2 separate regions of the Rattus norvegicus genome follow, and region 1 is linked to region 2. Evidence: chromatin contacts called from public Hi-C data. All regions are on one chromosome and are shown on one strand. The core of a region is the stretch at or near the end of the contact, and the rest is flanking DNA. Distances in the headings are between cores, read along the strand shown. Region 1 holds the start of Ndufa12 (NADH:ubiquinone oxidoreductase subunit A12). Region 2 holds the start of Vezt (vezatin, adherens junctions transmembrane protein).

What was found. A called contact is a pair of places that touch in the nucleus more often than the background predicts.
Region 1: a Hi-C map of the A7r5 cell line shows a contact between it and region 2, with 2.5 times the contacts expected there. The contact joins the promoter of Ndufa12 here to the promoter of Vezt in region 2. A contact is called at or near these places in 2 of 12 Hi-C or Micro-C datasets (the A7r5 cell line and liver).

What each region holds. Positions count from the first base shown.
Region 1 is chr7:30,656,130-30,661,742 of GRCr8, reverse strand. Ndufa12 (NADH:ubiquinone oxidoreductase subunit A12) reads right to left here and starts at 3,427. Exons shown (of 4, transcript NM_001106781.2): 1 at 3,320-3,427; 2 at 2,400-2,482. The coding sequence starts at 3,405.
Region 2 is chr7:30,480,057-30,486,242 of GRCr8, reverse strand. Vezt (vezatin, adherens junctions transmembrane protein) reads left to right here and starts at 1,877. Exons shown (of 12, transcript NM_001006984.1): 1 at 1,877-1,971. The coding sequence starts at 1,936. It overlaps Fgd6 (FYVE, RhoGEF and PH domain containing 6), which reads right to left and starts at 1,643. Exons shown (of 21, transcript NM_001137645.1): 1 at 1,321-1,643. The coding sequence starts at 1,336.

The DNA of each region.
Region 1 (5,613 bases), core at 2,178-4,677, 170 kb before region 2:
AAGTCAGTGAAAATGAAGGTAAGTTTTCGAAATATATGCACATAACACCAGGAAGACAGTACCGTTTTGTTCAATATAACAGTGGTGTCTGAGGGATGACATCCTGGGGCACTATGAAGCAGAACAGGGATGGAGCTGGGGGTTGGGCTCACAACCCTTTCACCATGGAGGATTCTCGCTTCTCCCCACACACCTGGTCCTGTCTGCCCAGAAAAAAAGTTCTCTGGGGACCAGAGCAAAAATGTACGCAAAACAGCACACACTGATTCTGGGTTTCTAAATAACCTAATCCATAAAGGAACACTGAGCTCCTTTGGAAATGGGGGAGTCTTCTATAACCGGTGAGATTTATAAAGGGTAGATAGTTCATGGCATAAGACAGTATGGCTGTGTTACTGTTTATCAGCTCTCTGTGAGAGGAGCTGGGTGGCCCGTCTACCGTTTTCAGGGTGGAGAGAAAAGTAGTCCGAAGAGTGCTTACCTTGACGTGTGCGATTCTTTTTTTTTTTTTTCCAGAGCTGGGGACCGAACCCAGGGCCTTGCGCTTGCTAGGCAAGCGCTCTACCGCTGAGCTAAATCCCCAACGAGTGCTTACCTTGAAAGCACAAGGACCCGAGTTAAATCCCCTGAGCTCACATTAAATGAGAATAACTAGATGAACACCAGGCATGGCAGTAAGAACACCTAACACCAACCCAGTCAGAGGCAGGTGGGCCCCCAGGGCAAACTGGCTGAGTCAGCTCAGTCTAACTGGTGAGTTCCAGGCCAGTGGAAGAGAAAAACGTGACGGTGAATGGGGCCTGAGGAACAATACCCAAGGTTGTCCTCTGGCCTACACATCCTCACAGTCCACATACTACACACACACTACACATCATACATACACCCAACATAGCACACACACACACACATATTACACACACCCCGCATACTACACATATACACTCAACATTGTATACACACATGTACACACATACTACACATATCACATATTACACATACATACCTAATATTGTATACACATACACACTATACATACTGCATACACACGTCACATAGTAAGCACAAACATGCACCCAAAATAGTATACACATATATACACCAACTATTACATACCCCCAATGTAGTATGTATACATACACACACACATACACACACACACCCCAAATACTACATATACACATACCCCCAACATAGTATGTACACACACACACACACACACACACACACACACACACACACACACACACACGGCACTCAAAGTTTCCATTAGGCCCATTGGCAGGACAGCTGAATTCAAGATCAGACTGAGCGGCACAGAAAACACACATCACAAAAAAAACAGAACAGACAACTAAACATGATCTGTAATCCAACCAGGCAGGGGACAGTCAGGGTTGATGGAATGGACCATGGGAAAGGTTTCATAGACTAGGCCTTGACAACAGATTTACACTATGACAGAGCTGGTCCTCAGCAATCTCTCTCTCTTCACTTAATATTCTTAGCCCAGCCTTCACTTCTTTTTTTTTTTTTTTGGTTCTTTTTTTCGGAGCTGGGGACCGAACCCAGGGCCTTGCGCTTCCTAGGTAAGCGCTCTACCACTGAGCTAAATCCCCAGCCCCCAGCCTTCACTTCTTACTTTATACACCAAATTTTAATATTTACAACACTCATATCATTTTAATAACTAGAAAAAAATAAAGATATTTATATTTTAGCATGAGAACAGAAGAAAAAAGAGGGAGAAGGAGTTACTTTAATTCCTAACAACAAAACAATGAGAAAGAATATCTTCTTGGGGTTCTGTTGCCATTTCAGTTGTAAGATCAAGCCTCTTTGGTGAAGACATTTCCTTGAGCCTTGGCTGCTTCATCAATAAAAAAAATCTGGTTTTTGGTTTTTGCTTGGTAGGGTTTCTCTGTAGCCCAGGCTGTCCTGGCTAGCCTCAAACCTTGGCAAGTCTCTTGCCCCTGCCCTGTGGGACTACAGGCACCACAATGGCCAGCTCAGACTTTTTAAAACTGACCAAAGCCTGAGGTTTTACATTTGTGTTTAAAATATTATGGCTATAGAACAAAATGCAAACTTCTGGGGCACCAGCTTGCAGCCATGTAAATATGGCTTACATACCTCTACAGAATAGTTTGAGCTGATAGATAGATGGCTTGACTTCCTTCTCCTGAAAGATGAGGTATGTCATCGTTGACGGGTGTATTTCAGGTCACTATGTATGGTGGTAGGTGCCCAAACTGTCTGAGCCCTCTCTTCTGCCCATCTTTTAAATCCTATTGAGTTTTCCTTTCCAGGTAACTTTGTATCAGCTCATGCCGGCCGTCACAGATAAGACTCAGAATCCCAACCCCAATCCAATTTATATATATAAATACTGCACTCACCAAAAAACTGCTTGTTGTCTTCGTAGTATTTGTTTCCGTATTTGTCTTCCCCCACCAAGGTACCGAGCCTTATATCATTTGCCCTTTAAGTACACAGGGGGAAAAGAAAGGCATCTCAGAATGATTCACTGTTCAAGGCAAAACCAGAAATAAAGTGAGAGTACCACCGACTGCGGCGTCAACCACAAGAACGAGGAGAAACTGGGGATGCTCACTGCTTGTACACATCAAGCCTTCAGCAGAAGGCTCTAGCCACTCAACGCTCATGAATCACCTTTCACAACTCAACTTTCCGGCAAAGAGCTCCGGAGAGTCCTGTGTTGGCCCAGCAGCATGTATCCAGGTTGGGAAAAATGAACAATGCAACAGATGTGCTTGGATTACATCTAAAACACTACTTTCAAAGCACGGTCCACGTATCTACTATTAGCCCCGCACCCAGAGACACTAAGTTAGCAAAACCTTCAGGGAGTCAAAGTACTTCATCTTCGTATTAGGAGTGTCCCGTGGATTATTCAGTGTGTACTACGAGTCTCCAAATGGCTCCCTGGATTTGCTGCTGCTTATGGGGATAATCAGGCTGGCATGATCGCCTCCTTCAACTTCTTACTGTACACAGTGCAGAGGAAAATTTGCCCAAGGTCACCATGGGGGTAGAAAGGTTGCTATGCTAAGCTTCATCACACCCAAGGACTCGGTCCTGAGCAGCCCAGCTACCTAACCCCTGCGTCACAGCTCTGTCACTCGGGGCTGAGCTAGATCCAGAGACTTCTGTCCAAGGAACTCAACACTGGGACTGAACTTGTTGTCCTTGACAGGCACCGTGGACCTCCAAAGAGACCCGATTTGGGCCCCTTTCCAGGAAAACCGCCAGCAGAGGTCCGTCCCCAGAGACCTTGGGTCTAGCTCTGGCCTCCTACCTGAAGAAAACCCGTAGGAGGCCCCGCAGGCCGCCGTGGCCGGTGACCTGCTGCAGCCCGCGCTTCAGGACCCGCAGTTGCTCCATTCTGAACTGCGTGGCCCGCCCTTTCCGTGCTCCGGTAAAAGCTGCCCGGCGGAAGCTGCCACTAGACAGCAAGGAACCAACGTTTGGAGGTTCCTAATCAGGAGCGGGCGGCGGAGGTCGCTCTGCGCACGCGCAGAGCTGGAGCTCGCGCAGGGAGGCTTCTCTCCGTATTATAGCGGACAAAAGTTGGTGTTTCCTAAAAGTGAAATGAATGTTAATGTTTTCAGAAGCCGTATCCAGAAAGCGACCTTGCGAGGGGAAGTACAGCAAACGAAGCTTCCCCAGATGCGAGTTTCTCCCGTAGAAGTACGTTTCTTCCTCCAGACAATGGTGCTCATTCCAAAAAATTACTTATAGCGCTAGAAGCTAAGAAATGCATTACTGACCCCATAGCAGTATTGTACATTTGACACAGAGTCCGTACAATTTTTAATTCATTAAGCGTCGGTGTGTTAGTAGATGAATAATGAGGAATTGCAAAGAATAAGATTAAGATACCTCAAGGATTTGCTATTTTACAGTTGCAAGGTTAATATTCAAAGTGTAAGCATATACGCTATGTAGACTCCATCACAGAATTACTGCTTTACAAAATAATAAAATAAATAAACAATACTGGCAAACCCCTAACCATAAAAACCAAAAGAAAGAGAAGACTAGAATTAATAAAACTAAAGGTTAAAAATAGGAACATGTCAGGTAGACCAGGCTGGCCAGACTGGGAACCTCGAGGATACACCTGCCTCCCCTTCCCCAGCACTGAGTCTACAAAGGTGCCACCATATCTGCATTCTCTATATGGGGTCTGAGATGTAACTCGGTTTCTCGCTCTTGCAAGGCAGGCTGGGATCAAACCCAGGTCCTTGGCAGGAGCAGCCAATATTCTTAAAATATTTTTTATATTTATGTGAGTTCCTGAATGTATGTCTGTGTGGTAAAAGTATGCAGTGTCGTAGGGGGCCGGAGGAGAACTCAGAACCCTGGAGTGGAGATACAGGCTGCTATGAACATTCAAGTTGGCACTCAAAACCAGAGCCAGTCTTCTGTGACAGCAGCCGGCATTAATTGTTGAGCCATCTCCCCAGCTCCCCCACCTTAGTTTTGGAGGCAAGGTCTTTCACTGAATCTGAACCTGACATTTGTCTAGACTGTCTGGCAGTGAGCCCTCAGGATCCACTTGTCTGCAACTCCATCCCCTGCCTTCTGCCCCAAACACAGACGGACACCACCATGTGTGGCTTGTCTGGGTTCTGGAAATCCAGGAAGCACTTTACCCACTCCATCTCCCCAGCCTTAGGATCATTTTCTTAAAGCTGAATAATAAATAAACTACATCGAGTATGTGTATGTATTAAGTGTCCTATCTTCACCCTTTTGTTATGGTAATTCAGGCTTTTTCATCTCTTTGCTATTGTGAACAAAGTGCCAGAGAACATGTGTGTGCGAATATTGAGGTCCAGTCTTTAAGCATTTGGACATAGATCCAGAGGTGGGACTTCTGGATCATATGGAAATTCTATGGAAATTCTAAGTTCTAAAGAATAATTATATTGCTCTTCACTATGGTTGCACCATGGTAATTGTCCCACAAACAGTGCACAGGGGTCCCATACCCACCCTCCACACACATACACACACACACACACACACACCCCACACGTGCACACACACACACGTGCATGCACAGACACGTATGCATGCACACTGTTAAAAAGATGATCATGTACTGTAATTTGAACATTGTTGATGGTGTACCAATGGAATTTTGAGTTGTTTGTATTTTGTTCCCAAGTTGTGTGTTCTTTACGTATTCCTCACAACAGGTTATCTTTTTTGAGGACTAGAATGCAGGGGAGTCATAGGAAACTTCTGATAGCAGGAAAGAAGGCAAACTGGCCTCAGGTTCTTACCCTTAGAACTTGGCCAGTAGGCCGTGAGACGCAGAACAGAGGGACTCCAGACATGCCCTGGCTTCTGTCCCACCGCAAGTTCCAGCTTATAGCCACTAACACTTAGTGACTACAAAGATTTAAATCCATGATTTCTGTAAGAACCCTGTTCTGACTGAATGGAGACCGGTTGTCCCTGACAACCTCTGTCCGAATTATACATTCGTGTGAAAATGCACAATTCTAACTGGTAGGTTTGGAGTGGCTAACTACAAAACCATTGGTGCATGACATACTGTCAATAGTTCTGAAGCCCCTT
Region 2 (6,186 bases), core at 628-3,127:
CAATAATATTAATTCAGTAATGTAAAAAAGATGATGAGGGCCCAGAAACTTGAGCTGAAAAAACGATCTGTTGTTTAAGTGGAACGCATCCGAAAACTAAGAGAAAGGTTTGTAACTAACCCAGAGCACAATGATCACGTGAATAAATTACACGTAACTTCAAAGAGAAAAGAGCTACATCAACCTCTGGCTTTCTTATGGCTACTAATTTCTTGCCTGTTTGATGTAATCCGGATTTTGCCTAGTAGCGTGACTCCTCCAAAGCTTTAGAAATACAAATCAGAGAACATTTAGTGTGAGTGCTCTCTTGACAGTTTTCAAGTTGCAGGAATTTTAAACAATTGCCAAAGAAAGCAAAGAAAATTTAACCTGATACTTAAGTGCTAATTCTAGACCTAACTGAAGTGAAACTTTAAGCTCTTTTACCACAAAATCTCTCATCAAAGTTTCTTCAGTTGTGTTAAAGATGCTTTTAAAAATATTCCATACCTTATTAAAATCCTGGTTCTGAAAATGTGCTGTGTTCTTACAAAGAGACTGACCCTTGGACACTTAAATTTGGAAAATAAAAATTGTTCCTGAAGAAGGTCGCAACACAACGACACGAAATGCTTAAATTCACACAAAGGTAAGGAGAGGCTTTTGTCATTTGGGTGAGTGGAAAGGAGACCGACTGAAAATAGGGCTTTGTTTACACTGTCCAGGTACAAATGGGTGAGGGGTTGGGGGGCGGGGGAGAAGAAAAGAAGGAAGGAAGGAAGGAAGGAAGAAAGGAAGAAAGGAAGAAAGGAAGGGAAGGGAAGGGAAGGAAAGGGTGAAGATGAGCAAAAACTAGGGAGGAGTAGGTGCAGGAGAGGGAGGTTGCTCGGTTTTGTTTTGTTTGGTCATCTAATAGTTCACACTCAGGTAATAGGGCTCAAAACACCAAGGCGTGAACAGCTCCGTTTAAACCTCCTTACTAGCGCGAAGAGTTTCAGTCAATAAATACTAGGTTTGAAAGCAACGCGGGCTAGTGGTGGAGTTACTTTCAACTCGCTGGAAAACTGTCCTAGCTTAGAATAACTGACTCCTCCGCACCGGACTCCACGCTTCCCACACCGCGCACAGGCGACAGCGCCTAAGTCACGGAACCCGAGCAAGCTCCGTGACGCCGTTCCATCACCTGGGCTCAAGAGTTGGGGGGGCATCCCGGGGACCCCACAGCAGGCGCGGACGACCGGCGCCAGTCCCGCACCGGCCACCCATGGGGAAAGCAGCGGGAGCCCGAGCCCGCCGGCGCCCGCCGCGACTCCCCAGTCCTGCGCGAGCGCGGCCACTTACCCACGGCAGAAGTCATGACTGCCCCGCGCAGCACACGCCCTCAATCCATGGCTCCAGTTCAGTCCACGCTCCCCAGAGTTTGAGCAGGAGACAAAAGTCCCCGCAGTGCCCACATTCCGTCCCGCACCCCAGCCGAACCGCCTGAGCGCCTCACAAAGGACGGACGCCGGCTCCCGCGACCCTCTGGCGGAGCCGGGCGCTAGCGGCCAGCGACAGGGGGACGTGCACGAGCGCCGCTCCGCCGCGCTCCGGGACGACCGCCAGGCGCGCGCACGAGAGGAGCTAGCCGCGACTTCGCGGACGCGCACCCCTCCTCATCTAGTAAGAAAATCCGCGCTCCGGGCGCCCCCTGGTAGTCGCGGGATGTAAAAGGCAGACAAAAGCCATAGCACTCTCCAATAGGAGCTCTGAAACACCCGCCCGCTCCCGCCCCTCCAGCTTACACGCTCACCCTCTACTCCAATAAGCAGGTCGGAAAGGGGCGTGAGTCGCGACGCATGCCGGGAGTTGTAGTTTTCGGTGCCCCTGAGGTGGGCAGGAGCCGAAGCCTGGGTGCCGCCTGCCCTCCTGCCTTCATTTCCCATCGTGCTGAGGCGGGTGGTATGGCGGAGAAGGATGACACCGGAGTTTGACGAAGAGGTGGTTTTTGAGGTGAGGAGAAAATGGCGGGGAGTGTGGACTGTCTTTGTTTCAGAAGGAGTAAAGGAAGAGCGTGGAGGCAAAGAGATTCAGAGCGGAGGGAAGGGGTGACTGGCGCCTGCGGGCCTGGGTCACCAATCCTCCGCTGTTTCGGGGCCTACACGATGCAGCCTCCTGACAGGTATAGCCCAGGGTATCCTGGCGTAGCTGGCCTCTGCCTCTAGCTCGCCCAGAATTCCCAGATCCGGCGCAATTGACCGGCCTTGGGCAGGAGCCCTGATCAATCCTTACTTACCTTATAGCTGCACCGCCCTGGACTGCGCCTCGTTGGGGCGGGGCCGAAACGTGCTGGATACTCGCTATACTTCTTAACCTCCTCCCTTTTTATCTTTGATGTTTGCGGGTCTGTTATCCAGAAGCGCCTCTGATCATCATCATCATAATCATCATCAAGGCGTGGCCTTTGGAATGCAGGCAGGCAGCAGGTGCCTTTCTATGTGGGGTTTAAGGTCTGTAAGTGAAACCTGTGGTCAATGGTGAGAGCTCTGGAGTCTCAGCCCCTAGGTTCCATTCTTTTGTCCTTGCTATTGCGCTAAGTGTAGCCAGTTCTGAATGGAAGCTCTGGTCTGGATGTGAAGGCTTTTGTGTTGGACTATTTTAAGATGTCTCTGCCATCTTGAATTTAAAGAATAAAGTCAAGTGGTTTTTAATGCCATTTTCCCCATCAGACAGGTCAATACCCACACCCTGGAATGTTATGTGTATGCATTGAATGTGCATGCCTTACTTTCCCTCAGCCAACTAGATTTCAGGAAATTCACACAAGAGAAAGACAAGAAATCCCCCCCGTGGTGTACAATAGGAGAGTGAGGTACAGTACAGAATGTGAAGTGTTGAGATATCTAAAAGCTGCCCGTGGAAGCTTAATTTGGAACCCGTTGTCCCTTCTTAGCACTTTAAAAAGCTACACCCAGCAAATGATACCCTAGGCAAACCCTTCAGCTCTGAATGAAATTAGAAAGATAGATCGGAGAGACTATATTCCAGGAAAAGGATTTTATGTATGGCAAAGATCGGGGCGGGGTGACCATATTGAACGTGCAGTTTGAGGGGCTGGAGTATGGAGAGTTGCCATGCAAAATGACTTAATGTAGCTATGATATCGAGGTGGGAAATATGGCTGCTTTGCTCTAATGAAGGGTCTAGTTGTGAGGAGTCGAATGGAGGGGACAAAGGCATACACTTTGGGAATCGGGAAAATTAATGAATACTGACTTAGACTGTCATTTCTAATATGAAATTGAGGGAATGGCTACAGATCGAATGTGGTGGATAAAGAGGAGAGAAAAGTAGGTGGCTGATTTTTTTTTTTCTTTTTAGCCCTGCTTTCTTTGGTTTCTTTTTGGTTTGCGGCGTTTTATCGGTCTGGGGATGTAGTTCAGTTGATAGAGTCCTTGGCTTGAATGCACGAGTCTCTTGGCTCAATAGACAGCACCACATAAACCATGGATAGGGTGGTGTGCACATGCCTGCAGTTCCAGCACCCAAAAGGTGGTTGGTTGTAGGAGCATCGTAAGAACTTCAAAGTTATCAGCTACTCAGGGAGACTAGGGTGAGACATGAGAGACCCTGTCTCAAAACGAAACATTTTATTACAATAGATAAAGCCAAAAAAAAAAAAAATCTTGGAAGTTTCTTCTGTTCAAATGTGTGACTATGTTTGCATGGGTGTTTGTTTTTGTTTGTTTAGCATGAAAGATATACCACAGAGTTTTGTATCTATTTTTACATAAATTTAAATGTCATTAATCTTGTCCCCACTCTGCCACCCCCCTTTCCTTTTGGAGATAGAAAGGATCTTAGTGTGTAATCCAAGCTGGTCTTGAACTCCAAACTCTCTCATTTTAACCTCCTGAGTACCTTGGATTACAGGTGCACCTCGTCGTGTCCCACCATAATAACATTATATTGCTTAGATTTACATTTATAGATTCATTAACCATTCAAAATGTATTTACTTATTTACAATCTTGGTGCTAGGGATTGAAGCCAGGGCTTTCCCATGCTTAGTAAGTATTCTCCACCCTTAGCCTAGCTTCTTAAAAGTTGCTTTGCATGAATCCTCCTTCTGTTTTCTTTTCTATTCGTTAGCGCATTGCTTTTATGTTTTATTACTTTATGTGCATGGATATTTTGCCTGCATGGATGTCTGTGCACACATATGCTTGGTGCTCTTGGAGACTTAGAAGGACATCTGAGATCCCCTATGAGTTACAAGCAGTTGTGAGCCAACACGTGGGTGCTGGCAATTGATCGTGTCCTCTGGAAGAGCAGTCGATGCTCTCAACATCTCTCTAGCCTCTGCACGAATTGCTCCCTCGTCTACTGCTTTGCTACTGTCATATGTGTAGACTTACTTTTCCAGCTTTCTGCTTTTGTGGTCATTCACACACACACACACACACACACACACACACACACACACACACACACACACACCAGAGTATACATAAGGCATGTACACATACTGAAAGTGTACACATTGATGGGTGTGCAAATGATAAGTGGAACATCACTAACACTCTGCCCCTCCTTCCTGCTGTTTGTCAGTTTCTAGTCCCCACCCCAAGGATAACCACTACTCAGAACTATAATGATTAACCTAGATTAGTGACATCTGTTCTTACTGTCTGTACACTGCCAGGTGTGACTTACACGCTCTTTCTCTGTCCAGCTCTTTTTCTTTTTTTTTTCTTGCTGTTTTGTGACGTTTATTTATATGATTACCTATGCATTTTATTTTTCATACAATATCTCATGGCTCTTTTTAGTCAGGTCTTCTGAGGGACGTACATTAAGTAGTATCTGCTTTGAAATTGTTATAAGCAGTGTTATTAAGAACCTTTCTATAGGTTTATTATTATTTATTTATTTATGTTATGTATGTGAGTACACTGTCACTGTCTTCAGACACACCAGAAAGGGAGCATCAAATTTCATTAGCGATGGTTATGAGCCACTGTGTGACCTCTGGAAGAGCAGTCAGTGCTCTTAACCTCTGAGCCAATGTGCGGTTTGGGTAAGCATATTTTTTGTTGGGTAAATACATAGAACCAAAAATACTGAATTATCGAAAAGAGATGTATTTGGCTTACATAGATATCCCCAAGCATCATTCCAAAACAGTTATGGAAACTCCTGTCAGCAGCGTGTAAGAGCTCATTACATGGTACCTGACCAGCACCCTTTCAGTCTCGGTATCCATCTGGGAGATGTGTATTGGTCCTTTTGTGTGTTTTCATTTCTGCATCTCTGGTGTGGAACTTAAGATGACCACTGTGAGTCTTTCCATTAGCTCTCTCTTTCTATTAAAGAAACAACATACCAAGGTACAATTCCTTAATTGTATATCTGCCCAACATCTCTTAGGGTGTATGTATGTGGCTTCTGCACATTTTTAAAAATAAATTTTTATTACATGTATGCACACACATGCACACACGGAGGTCAGAAGACAATTTACAAGAGTCGATTCTCTATTTCTACCATGGAGGCCCTGCAATCAAGTGCAGGCCCTCAGACTGGGCAGCAAATGCCTTTGTCCACTGAGCCATCTAAGTGGCAGCTCCTGCATTTTTAACAGCTTATTGTAAAGAACAGAATCTCCTCAGTTCATTCAAATCCACTTGATCTTTTTCTCTTGTATGGAGAATGCTTCAAGGAAATACTCAAATAACCCTAAAATCACAAACATGTTTTCTCTAAAAACTTTGGCCCTTTGTAATTGATCCACCATTTTCCCCCCATATGCATATCTGGTTGGCCTGGTATCATCATTTCCCCCCATTAAAATATGTCGCCTTTGTTATTAAATCAGAGTATCACTTTATTTTATTGAGATAGGCCTCATTATGTAGACCAGTCTAGTTCAGACTCACAAAGATGCTAACTATACTTCCTGAATGCTGGCACCACTACATCTAGCATGGCTTTTCTTCTTTCTTTCTTTTTTTTCTTTCCTTCTTTCTTTCCTTTCTTCCTTCCTTCCCTTTTCTTCTTCTTCCTCTTCTTCCTCCTCCTCTTCCTCCTCCTCCTCTTCCTCTTCCTCCTCCTCTTCTTCTTCCTCTTCTTCCTCCTCCTTCCTCCTCCCTCCCTCCCACCCTTCTCCCCCTCCCCCCTCCTTCCCTCCCTTTCCTTCTAAAGGCAAAGTATCACTATGTAAGCCAG